Regions from separate parts of the Gossypium hirsutum genome. Here region 2 is linked to region 1. The links are chromatin contacts, called in public Hi-C maps. All regions are on one chromosome and are shown on one strand. The core of a region is the stretch at or near the end of the contact, and the rest is flanking DNA. Distances in the headings are between cores, read along the strand shown.

The links. A called contact is a pair of places that touch in the nucleus more often than the background predicts.
Region 2: a Hi-C map of leaf shows a contact between it and region 1, with 4 times the contacts expected there. The contact joins two enhancer-like sites. A contact is called at or near these places in 3 of 34 Hi-C or Micro-C datasets (leaf and petal).

Annotation. Positions count from the first base shown.
Region 1 is chrA07:83,212,820-83,218,575 of Gossypium_hirsutum_v2.1, reverse strand. No RefSeq gene overlaps it. Among protein-coding and RNA genes, the nearest start is that of LOC107955670, 22 kb to the left of the region's middle. Within about 2 kb of position 4,240, at least 1 of the 9 cell types and tissues checked has an H3K27ac peak or open chromatin away from gene starts, as enhancers often do.
Region 2 is chrA07:83,324,494-83,330,086 of Gossypium_hirsutum_v2.1, reverse strand. No RefSeq gene overlaps it. Among protein-coding and RNA genes, the nearest start is that of LOC107951886, 15 kb to the left of the region's middle. Within about 2 kb of position 1,991, at least 2 of the 9 cell types and tissues checked have an H3K27ac peak or open chromatin away from gene starts, as enhancers often do.

The DNA of each region.
Region 1 (5,756 bases), core at 2,991-5,490:
GCAAAATGGTATTGCAGAACGAATGCATAGAACGATCATGGAGAAGGTTTGATATATGTTGTCAAATGCCAACTTACCAAAGTCATTTTGGGCAGAAGCAGCTCTACTGCATGTTTTTTGATCAACCGATCTCCATCCGTTGCCATTGAGAAAAAGACTCCACAAGAGGTGTGGTCTGGTAATCTTGCTAATTATTCTGATTTAAAGATTTTTGGGTGTCCTGCGTATGCTTATGTTGATAATGGAAAATTGAACCGAGACCCATTAAATGTGTTTTTCTTGGTTATAAAACTGGTGTAAAAGGGTATAAGTTATGGTGTCCTGAAAATAGAAAAGTTGTGATTATCAGAGATGTTGTTTTTGATGAAACTGCTATGCTACCTAACTTATCTCTTAAAGACTCTTCCAATAAAGAAAATCAAAAGTAGGTGGAGCATCAGATTAATACAGAGTTAACTCTTCAAGCCAGTACAAAAATTAAGAATAGAGTTGCTTCTTCACCACAATACTCTATCGCCAAAACAGAACTAGAAGAGAAATTAAACCTCTAAAGAAGTATACCGAAGCTGATTTAGTTGCTTATGCGTTAAATATCAAGAGCCATCTAATTATTCTAAGGCGGTTAGCTGTGAAGACTCAAAAAAATGGATGTTTGCTATGCAAGAGAAGATGGAATTACTTAACAAAAACAAAACATGGGATCTTGTGAAACTTCCTAAAGGTAAGAAGGTTGTTCGTTGTAAATGTGTGTTTAAAAAGAAAGAAGGGACTCCAGGAGTTGAAGAACCCAGATATAAAGTAAGGTTTGTTGCAAAGGGTTACAGTTAAATTCCAAGAGTGGACTTCACAGATGTGTTCTCCTCAGTTGTGAAGCATAGCTCGATTCGAGCTTTGCTTGGTATTGTGGCCATGCATGATTTGGAGCTTGAGCAGTTAGATGTAAAAACTGCATTTTTGCATGGAGAACTTGAAGAGGATATTTACATGCAACAACCAATGTTTTACAATCTCAGAAAAAGAGGACTATGTTTGCTTGTTGAAAAAGTCCCTTTACGGTTTGAAACAGTCACCAAGGCAATGGTACAAGAGGTTTGATTCCTTTATGACTTCTCATGATTTCAAAAGAAGTAGTTTTAACAGTTGTGTTTACTTTAAGAAAAATAGTGATGGTTCTTTTGTGTATCTATTTCTTTATGTTGATAGCAGCAAAAGATAAAGGAGAGATAAGAAAGGTTAAAGCCCAACTAAGTGAAGAATTTGAGATGAAAGATTTGGGACAAGCAAAGAAGATACTTGATATGGAGATTCTCAGAGATAGAAAAGCAAGTAAATTGTACCTAAGTCAGAAGGGGTACATTGAGAAAGTTCTTTGCAGGTTCAATATGCAGAGTGCTAAGCCTGTTAGTACTCCTTTAGCAGCCCATTTCAGACTTTCATCGACTTTATCTCCACAATCAGATGATGAGATTGATTACATGTCACATGTTCCATACTATAGTGCAGTGGGATCTCTCATGTATGCTATGGTTTATTCACGTCCAGATTTATCATATGCAGTTAGTGCAGTTAGCAGATATATGGCGAATCCCGGTAAAGAACATTGGAAAGTAGTTCAGTGGATTTTAAGATACTTACGAGGTACTACTAATGTTTGCTTACAGTTTGGAAGAACTAGAGTTGGAGTCATTGGGTATGTTGATGCTGATTTTGCTGGAGAACTTGATAGAAGAAGATCTCTCATAGGTTATGTCTTTACAATCGGAGGTTGTGCAATCAGTTGGAAAGCCACTTTGCAAACTACAGTCGCTTTGTCTACCACTGAAGCTGAGTACATGGCGATTACTGATGTTTGTAAAGAAGCTATTTGGTTGAAGGGGCTCTTTAGTAAACTCAATGAAGACCTTCAAATCAGCACAGTATTTTGTGACAGTCAGAGTGCCATCTTTCTTACAAAAGATCAAATGTTTCATGAGAGAACAAAACACATTGATGTTCGGTATCATTTTGTTCGTGATATTATTGCTCGTGGTGATATTGTTGTCAGCAAAATTAGTACTCATGAAAATCCTGCAGATATGATGACTAAGTCAATTCCTATAACCAAGTTTGAGCATTGCTCAAACTTGGTTGGTGTTCATTGTTGAAGTTAAACCCTTAAGGGGTTTTATGAAAGAGGTGGAGAACTTGTTCGTTGAGAGTTCGCGATGAAGAACTTATTCATTGAGAATTCGTGTCAAGGTGGAGATTGTTAGAATTAAGTGACCCGAATCCTTATTTAAATAAAATACAGTGGTAAAATAAAATAAAAGAAGAATCCATATAGAATTACACTTCTTTTATTTTATTTTAGAATAAGGTTTTTTAAACCTTATTAAATTATATCTATTTGATATTGATTAGAATAAGGTGTTTCAGTCTTACTAGAATATGGCTTTACAAGCCTATAAATAGATAAAGTCTATTCTTCTTGTAAAAATTCGAATTCGATATAGTGAATTTTCTTCTCCTCTACCCGTGGTTTTTTTCCCAAAAGGGTTTCTACGTAAAAATCTTTGTGTTTTTTATTTTTATTTTTTATTTTATTTTATTTTCACAATAATAATTCGAGGAAATTAATTTAATTTTTTTGTAATCTTTTGTACTTAGTGAGAAAATGCATTCACTGTAAAGATTGATACATACGATCTAATTTTTAGGAATCACAAATTTGGTAAAATTACTTTATCATATATAATAAAATAATTAAAAATATATTCATTCATATACACAACCCAAAACATGTATATAGTTAAAAGATGCAACATCTTATCAAAATTAACCAAACATGAATAAGAGAGAAATTCCAGAATTGGTTTATATTATAAACATAGCACAACCTGACTCTGATACAAATTGTTTGGAAAAATTCGGTTAAGAAATCAATTTTCAGTTACAACAGAATTTTAAAAAAAATTGAAAATCGAGTTTGTGAATATGACTCATTTCTCTAACTTCATCATTTTCATTCATTTTTTTAATTTTCTTTTACATAAAATTTATTTATGATTTCAACGAACTAGTAGAGGGACTAATTGGATATATATAATTAGGGATCAAATAATTTATAATTAAGTTTCAACTTTTCGCCTATTAATTATATAAACTTATCTAGTCACAAAGTCATTCTACTATAGAATTGCAATTGAGCTCTCACTAATTACATACCATTACGAAAACTACTCAAAGTGCTTATTCATTGACCTTGTCATAAGTATATTACCTTCATGGGATATCCTTAATCTCTTTAGGATAAATCCATTCTCCCAATATGATCCATCCTATAGAAGTCGTATACCCAACGCACCAGCTTTCAGTTTCTTATATATTTGAACTTAAGCTTTTAATTGTATCAAAGTATACGAGTAACAAGTGTATAAATCAATAAACTGATACAAAATTTATTCTACTTGGGTCCTGTCCTTTATACTATTTGTCCAGCCAGTCACATCTATATATTTATCTTTTGGGAGTCATCCGCTTTGATGCTCAAGATAAAGCATATCCCCAGTTGGACTTGATAAACAATATATTAGTCTTTCAATCGGTTTGCACATTTTGGATTAGACTAAGGACATGTTTGAGTTCATCTACTAAAACAAGATGTGTTTTTGTATTACAATTTAACAACGTAACACCAATTAGCATTAGTTAAGTATTAGATAATTAGTAAGCCAATATTTACTTTCATTTTACTTTGCATTCAAAAACCATTGAGGACATTTTATAAAAAAATATTAATGTAAGCAATGAATTTTTTATTAATTAATTTATTTAAAAAATACAAATATACAAAACAGAGATACTATATTTAGAACACAAAACCGAACACTGAATAACTGCATTTCTATCGTGTTTTTCGTTAAAAAAATGAATAACAACCACTAAATTAACCTTTCATGAATAACAACTAAACAACCCACTAAATTTACCGACAAAAAATTTGTGAATCATGGCTTAACCTATTTTGTAAAAGGAAGGGACAAAGACATGCACACCTATGCTCCTTAATGCACGTACCAATAAGGTTTTAGTATTCGAGTACAACTCAAGTGTAGGATCCCGGGTATTGAGTGAAAATTTTCGATTTTCAAGTCAAGGATAAATACATTCCAGTCACATAAATCAATGAAATAGTCTTGGGTTCATCATATGACCCGTTTGAGTGAAAGATAAACTCATTTGCCTTTAAAAAGGAATTTGAATAGTAAACTTACAAAAGAAAGAAGCAACTAAACAAGTAACATCATGTACAATAATATAGATAATTCAATTTTGTTTATATACTAACTACCCATCATTTCATTTGGATAAACTTCCATCCGTGCACACCTCTACGTATCACGAAGAAAATCTTATTAAATACAAAAAAGTTTGGGCAAAAGTTTAAGATTAATTTCCATAGAAGATAAAATAAATATTGGGTCCGAGTCCGATTGTGATGGTTCATTTACTAATGCCCTCACCAACAGTGCATATTGCCCATTATGAAGTTTTGGTCGCAACAAAGAAGACAAACTTGGTCTTAAAGCTACCCAGTGAAGCGGATCCACTACCCTCAAAATCTTTGCCAATCTAAGATACTGACAATCCTTCATTTCCGCAATTTATCGAACACCTTACCATCATCTCCTTAGCTGATGAAAAACATTTAATCCGCCTAAGTTCATCGATCAAGATTGTTCAATGCAAACAAGTTAGGCAACATTGATTTTCAATCTTACGGGACCTACAGGTACTTGACAACCTGATTCGTTAGTAATAGTATCATTCAGATAAATTGTACGAGTCCAATAGTAACACGTCATAGTTTGTGACACATTGCCGAGTGCCAACCACTATTATGAACTGGCCATTTTTCAATCATTTCAATCAAGTACAATCTCTTAATCCCCCCCTTCTTCCTTTATTTCGCACTTTTAGCATAGGGTTTTCAATCATCCTATGATCTAAAATTTTTTTATAAACATATATTATTTGAGTTATTAGGTTTGAACCCGATCCTTTCAACCACTGCTTTAGAGAAGTAGCAATAGACTCTATCGACATCTAGTGTGAGTGATGAGTTTAATCTTTGCACGTAATTGAGTTGCAAAAAATACAGTATAAATAATTTATAATTTGACAGGAAAAAAAAATTGAAGAATAATTCGTGAACCTTGTTCACATACAGTGCACGCATGTGTGGAGAGTGCAATGATTGAAAAATATGTGTGTGGGGGAATCAATAATGAAGAGAAAATAATTAATGTGAGGAAGGGGATGGAAAGGGAAGAAAATTGAAGTACTTACCATATATATGAATTTCATTTCTGGCAGAAAAAGAAAAGCAGAAGAGAACAAAAAAGAGGCCCTCGTGCAACAACTGGAACACTTTTAATGTGCATCGCAACTTTTTATTATTTATATATTAATTGAATGGTAAAAGCCAAAAGGCAAATGAGACGCATGTGTGCGTGTGGGTGGACATTCCTCTTTTCTTCCCTTCTGCCTCCCTATCCTCCTCTTCCAAAATTTCAACCTACAAATCAATAATTTTAGTTAATTTAATGTAAAATAATATAAAAAATCTAACCCTAAATTACATACAATATCAGCAACTTATTAACGTATAACTTTTATATTCGTTCACTCATAATTAAATCTTTCTTTTATCATATTTTCAAAGACATTGATGGTTTCCTTTTTCATTTTAACTATGAGGTATTTTATAGTAATGT
Region 2 (5,593 bases), core at 742-3,241, 110 kb before region 1:
AATAAGGGTGAATCTATAAATAAAGCAAGGGTAGAAATTTAATTATAACTTTTATAAATTAAAATATAAATTTATTATGTATTAATTTATAATTTTATCATTTTTAAAGGGCCAGAGTAAAAAAATATTATATATTAATTTATAATTCATTTATTTATAAAAGGACTAAATTAAAAAAAAATCATATTTGACGGCCAAAGCGCGGCCTGTCGCCCTTGAGATTCGCCTCTATTTAAAAACAATGTTTAGGATTATGAATATATACTATTATATCCAATAAGATACAAAACTTTGTTGTCATGACCTAAAAAGTAATCTAGACAATTATGCTCTCCAATTTCAATGGAATAAATTAATGTAGGAATGCCATGAACTAAATTCATTTAATTATGGGATCCAATCAAATGCAGTTTCATTCTCTACCCCAAACTCTCAATTTCCTTGCTCATTTTTTATATATAACAAAAGTAATTCATTTTGTTTACCAGTATAAAAAAGAATATACAAAGATATTGTAGATACTAAAGCTCAGATTTTAAATCTGTAAATTAAATATTAGGTTAAAAAATCATTGACTTTACAATGAAGTACTATATATAGTTTCATTTTGATTGATATAATTGATTATTGAATTCATTTTAAAAAAAATAAAATTCTTTTGGGGTTTGGATAACTACTTGCTTTGGGGCACAATATGGGGCTATCCCATGTTGCATTGTATGAAAAATGGGCTACAAAGATTAGCTAGGGTAGTGATTAAAAAGTGGTTTAAAATAAGGAAAGAAGAAATGAGTTGATAATTATACACCTTCAACTCTTTGCAAGCATGGTGGCAATGAGCATCTAGCTTCCCCCGATGGCCCGACATATTGGCCAAAACTAGTAGGCCAACAAACCATACATCTTTCCTTTGTCCATTTCAATAATACACTTCAAATTTTTGCTGATACTTTATCCAATATATACATATATATTAATCTATTCTTGAGTTAACGTGAGGGTTCCGATCAACTTATTTCATTGAAAATGCAGGTTTAATTCATGCACTGCAAGGGAGATATGTGATTTAATATATCTAGCTCGATTAGTGATTGTAATCATGAATATATTTGACTTAAGATATCACACTTTTATTAAGCTATACACATATACTATAATCATTATCTGACATATACATAATCTATTATGATAAACAAGTTTTCGTATTTAACACTAACTTTAAAATGTATTATCAAATGTCTAATTATGAATTTAATCTAACTTCTTAATTGTCATAAAATACGAAACAAAATTATGATACATTAACATCGATGGTTTAGCCTATAATCAAATTACTTTACAAATACTTAGTTCCAAAATTTCAGATGAGGTAATTATATTTTATATAATTTTACTCATTGTATAGACTGATATTGACAACACATTAATACTTTCCAACTTTATGATCATGAAATAAAGGAACAGATCATTTGCAAATTATTCAATCTAAACAATTAGGTTTAGCTAGCCATTAGACTCTGGTGATTGAATATTTCAGTGGTCAATTGTCAATTTTTAGCAATCTTTGTGTAAAACCATGTGAGGTTGGTTGGTTTAGAAGGGTACCCCAACACATGCTTGCAATCTTGGCAATAACAAAAAATATATACAGGAAATTAGCTAAGAGCTATGATACAAAATCTGATTTAATTTTATACGAAAATCATCAATCGATCTTAGATCTGCATGCTCATTATAACCTAGCTAACAACCCTTTTGATTTTATAAGCAGCTAGCTAGCTAGCATGTTTCGACGATGTTTCCTGCCAGAAATAATGGGGTTCATTCATGTTATAATTGGTGGATCGATTTCATTAATAATTATGTTGTATGATCATGATTTGCCTTGTAGATTGGCTATTATGGGATTAGCTGAGATTTTGATTTGTTGACAGTATAACAGTAATCATTTTGATTAAGCATTATTTAATTAAGTAGAGCTTAAGCTAGCCTTCCAGACTACCAGGTACCAAAAGCTATACCCTAAAGTATTGAAAAAGATATCAGAGTTTGGACATGGAGATTTATGTAGATAATGCTTTAAAAAGGATAATCTGATAACATCTATATATTTATACAGTGCTGTTCTGAGTGTTAGACAGTTTTGGAGAATCTTTTGTTTAGCCTAAATAGTTATATGAAAATTCTTATCCAAGACCTATTTTCTTTAAGGAGAAAAAAAAAAAAACAGCACTCTTTTAAGCTAAAAATAGTGATAGAGATTTTCAAGGTGAAGTTTCCAGCTCAAAGTTCTCGGGAGATAATAATAAGGTACAGATATTCTGAGGTTAATAATTGGATTATATATTAAGTCAACACAAGATTCATCAAATTCCATGCTTTGAAAAGCTGCAATGAAAGAGAAAAAAAAAAGAGAAGAAAATGGGGAATAGAATCTAAAAGGATGACAGTCAAGAAAAACAAGCATTTATATGCAAACACAAAGGGAATTTGGGAAAAAAAGAAAAACATAAATGATAAAGCATTATTCATATATATATATATTTGTTTCTTGTAGAAAGAAAAAGAAACTAACGTGTGAAATGGGGTGACTTAAACTGTCAGGTAGTTGTCAATTGTGAGAGGAATGGGAGGAGTTTGATACGAAAAACCCACGAGGGGGCAACGTGCAGATTGGCATTGTTTTGTATAGTGTGATTGTTGGAGAGGAAGGGATAGCCCCACCAGTTGCTAAGTTTCATTCTCACAGTGGCCAAGCAGCGCCACCAGTTCACATGGTTTTGGCACCCCTTTTTCAACATAAGGTTACCTAATGTGGGCTAAAATATAAAAATAAGATTGGCAAAGAAGGGGGAATTAATGAAAGAAACAACAGCAAAGACAAGCACTTTAGCATCACAACAAATTGAAATGGGGACCCTTTCGCACATGGGGGCTTCTGCTGTGGGAGCCAACCTAAAGCTAAGAATCGTTTGCAAAATGTTGGTTGGAAGCACACACCTTTTGGGCTATACCTACATACCCTTTCTTTATCTTCACCTCTTTGCTTTAAACAAATAATACTATATGCCATCAATGCTTTCTTTCAGAGTTGCAGGTTTACTTCACCTCACTTTTAAGCCTGTTTTAAATTACATTTTCAGTTGCATACTATAACCCTTAGTGATGGATGAATATTGACAATGAAAACACCTGAAACCATGAATTGTAACATCGTATTACAGCCACTTTAGCTAAATGTTTGCAATGCCTGAAACAGCTATATGAGCTAAGTGCTTTTGGTACATATAACATTCCTTTGAGCTTTGGACTACATAAACAAACCTTGTATCTTTCATCATTTGAGATCCCACTCCCCACTTTTAAGATTCACCAAATGTAAACTCTAATTTTAAGTTAACATGGTTGTTATTTTATGCCCACTTTAAACTAAATTCATTATTCGATATACTTTTTCTTTAAGAAATTTATAACTATAATCACTAATAATATATATTCGAATAACTATAATTAGAATCTTCAAGGGATAGCGTGGTTTTTGCTATCTTGATGGTGTGTTCTTCTGCTATAATATGGTACTATATCCTTCTTGATTAATATAATTTACTTTAAAAAGATATAACTAGAATCAAATCATTACAAAAATATATATAAGCTATAGAAGAGCATGCATATAATATTTAAGTATGACATGGATTCGAAATTAGGATATCAAGGACCTCACCTACCATGGCTTCATTAGTTGGATTTAAGTGTAATAAGTTTGAACTTGTGTATACTTTATATAAATACTCTTAAATATTATTATACTCAGGTGGGAAATGTGCATTTGAAAATTTAGATTTAGATTTAGATTTTATTTATTATGGAAATATTAAGAATGAAATCCATATGTTATAGACAAATTGGTTTGAATTCAATATATATTATATATTTGAAAAGTATAAAAAATATGAATTTATAAATTATTATTTTTCAAAGAAATTCAAGTTGATTACTAAATAAACATTTAACAAATCCATATATTTAAGAAATTATCATGATGTTACATTTATAAATAGTTTATTACACAATTTATACTACTTTTGAAATTCAAATTCTAAAATTCAAGTTCTCAAAGATTAAATTATGATTTTAGAACAGAGTATAAACAAAATCATAAAACTCATATAAGTTTACCATCATTATTATTTAGTAATAATTAAAGTTTTTATCTATATATATATATTTATGAATTTAAAATTAATATTGTTATATCTCTACCATGAATCTTTTATTAGGCTTTCACCTATTATGGATTCGGTTAGGCTCTTCAATGAGCTCTCACCTCTCTTATAAATACTTCCAAAAAATTCTCTACTCAAAATCATAATACGTTATATATTCATCATGAGTCTTTCTACCTATTCAGCACCCAACAACTGACCTCCCTCGATACCCTCAACTGCTTCCTATAATCCCGTGTATCAATAAATATCTTTATTCCAATCATCGCATTTATATAACAAATCTCAAGCAGTATCTAAATGGCGATATTGAAGATCTGCTAATAAATTTGGATGAAAGGAAAAATGAGATTGACACTGAAATCAGGATTAAGGAATGGTTTGAAATGACAGTAAAATATAATAACGAGAAAAAAGGCATGATATGACTGATCAACGTTACATGAAAGATTGATGTTCCTCCGTTATGGAATTATTTAATCAATAATGTTTGTTTGTTCCATTTCTAATTGGAGGAAATTTTGCTATCAAATGATTTTTGTTTCATGTATAAAGTCAGGATCTGAGCATTGGCCCATTCAACAGATTTGTGTTGAAAGGCATCTTATGTTACAAACCATCATATTCGCATGCTTATGGAAATTTTCTTCTCATCTATTTTAGTGGTGCTTACAGATGGGCTTATATTAATTATATTAAAAGTTATTTTATACTCATTAATACTTAGATATGTTTATATTTAATTTTAAATAAAATTTAATTTTTACCATTTTAAAATAGTAATTCAGCGTGTTACAATTTACAAATACAGCCAAAGCATTAAAAAAAAATTATCCCAAGCCCGATTATCTAAAAGATCTAATTAGAAACATATATATCAATTTTAATATAATTATGATAATTTAATAAATTTTATAAAAATATAATTAAAATAAATATAAAAATTAAAATATAGCATAAAATTTAAATCTTAATATCAATAGAAAATAAATAAATAAATTTATATTTTTATGTTTAGTTGTACATGAATTATATTAATTAAAATTGTTGTATCTACAATTAGGTGTTACCTTAGAATTCGTTTTCAATTAACTGTTAAAAAGCGAATGATAATTTGCAAGTACCTTTTGCAATATATTCTGAGAGATCTGTGACACCCCTAAAGTGACCCTAGTCGGAAAGCGGTTTCGGGACTGCTAAACTGAGTCACCAAATTATTTGAATATGATAATTATTGTCTAAAATATGTGAATATGAATGTGTGAAAGTTTTAGGCTTCGATTTAGTAAATTGCATGTGAATTTAGTCAAAAGGACTTATGGGTGACATTTTTGAAATGTGATAGGCTAATCTACAAGGACCTAATA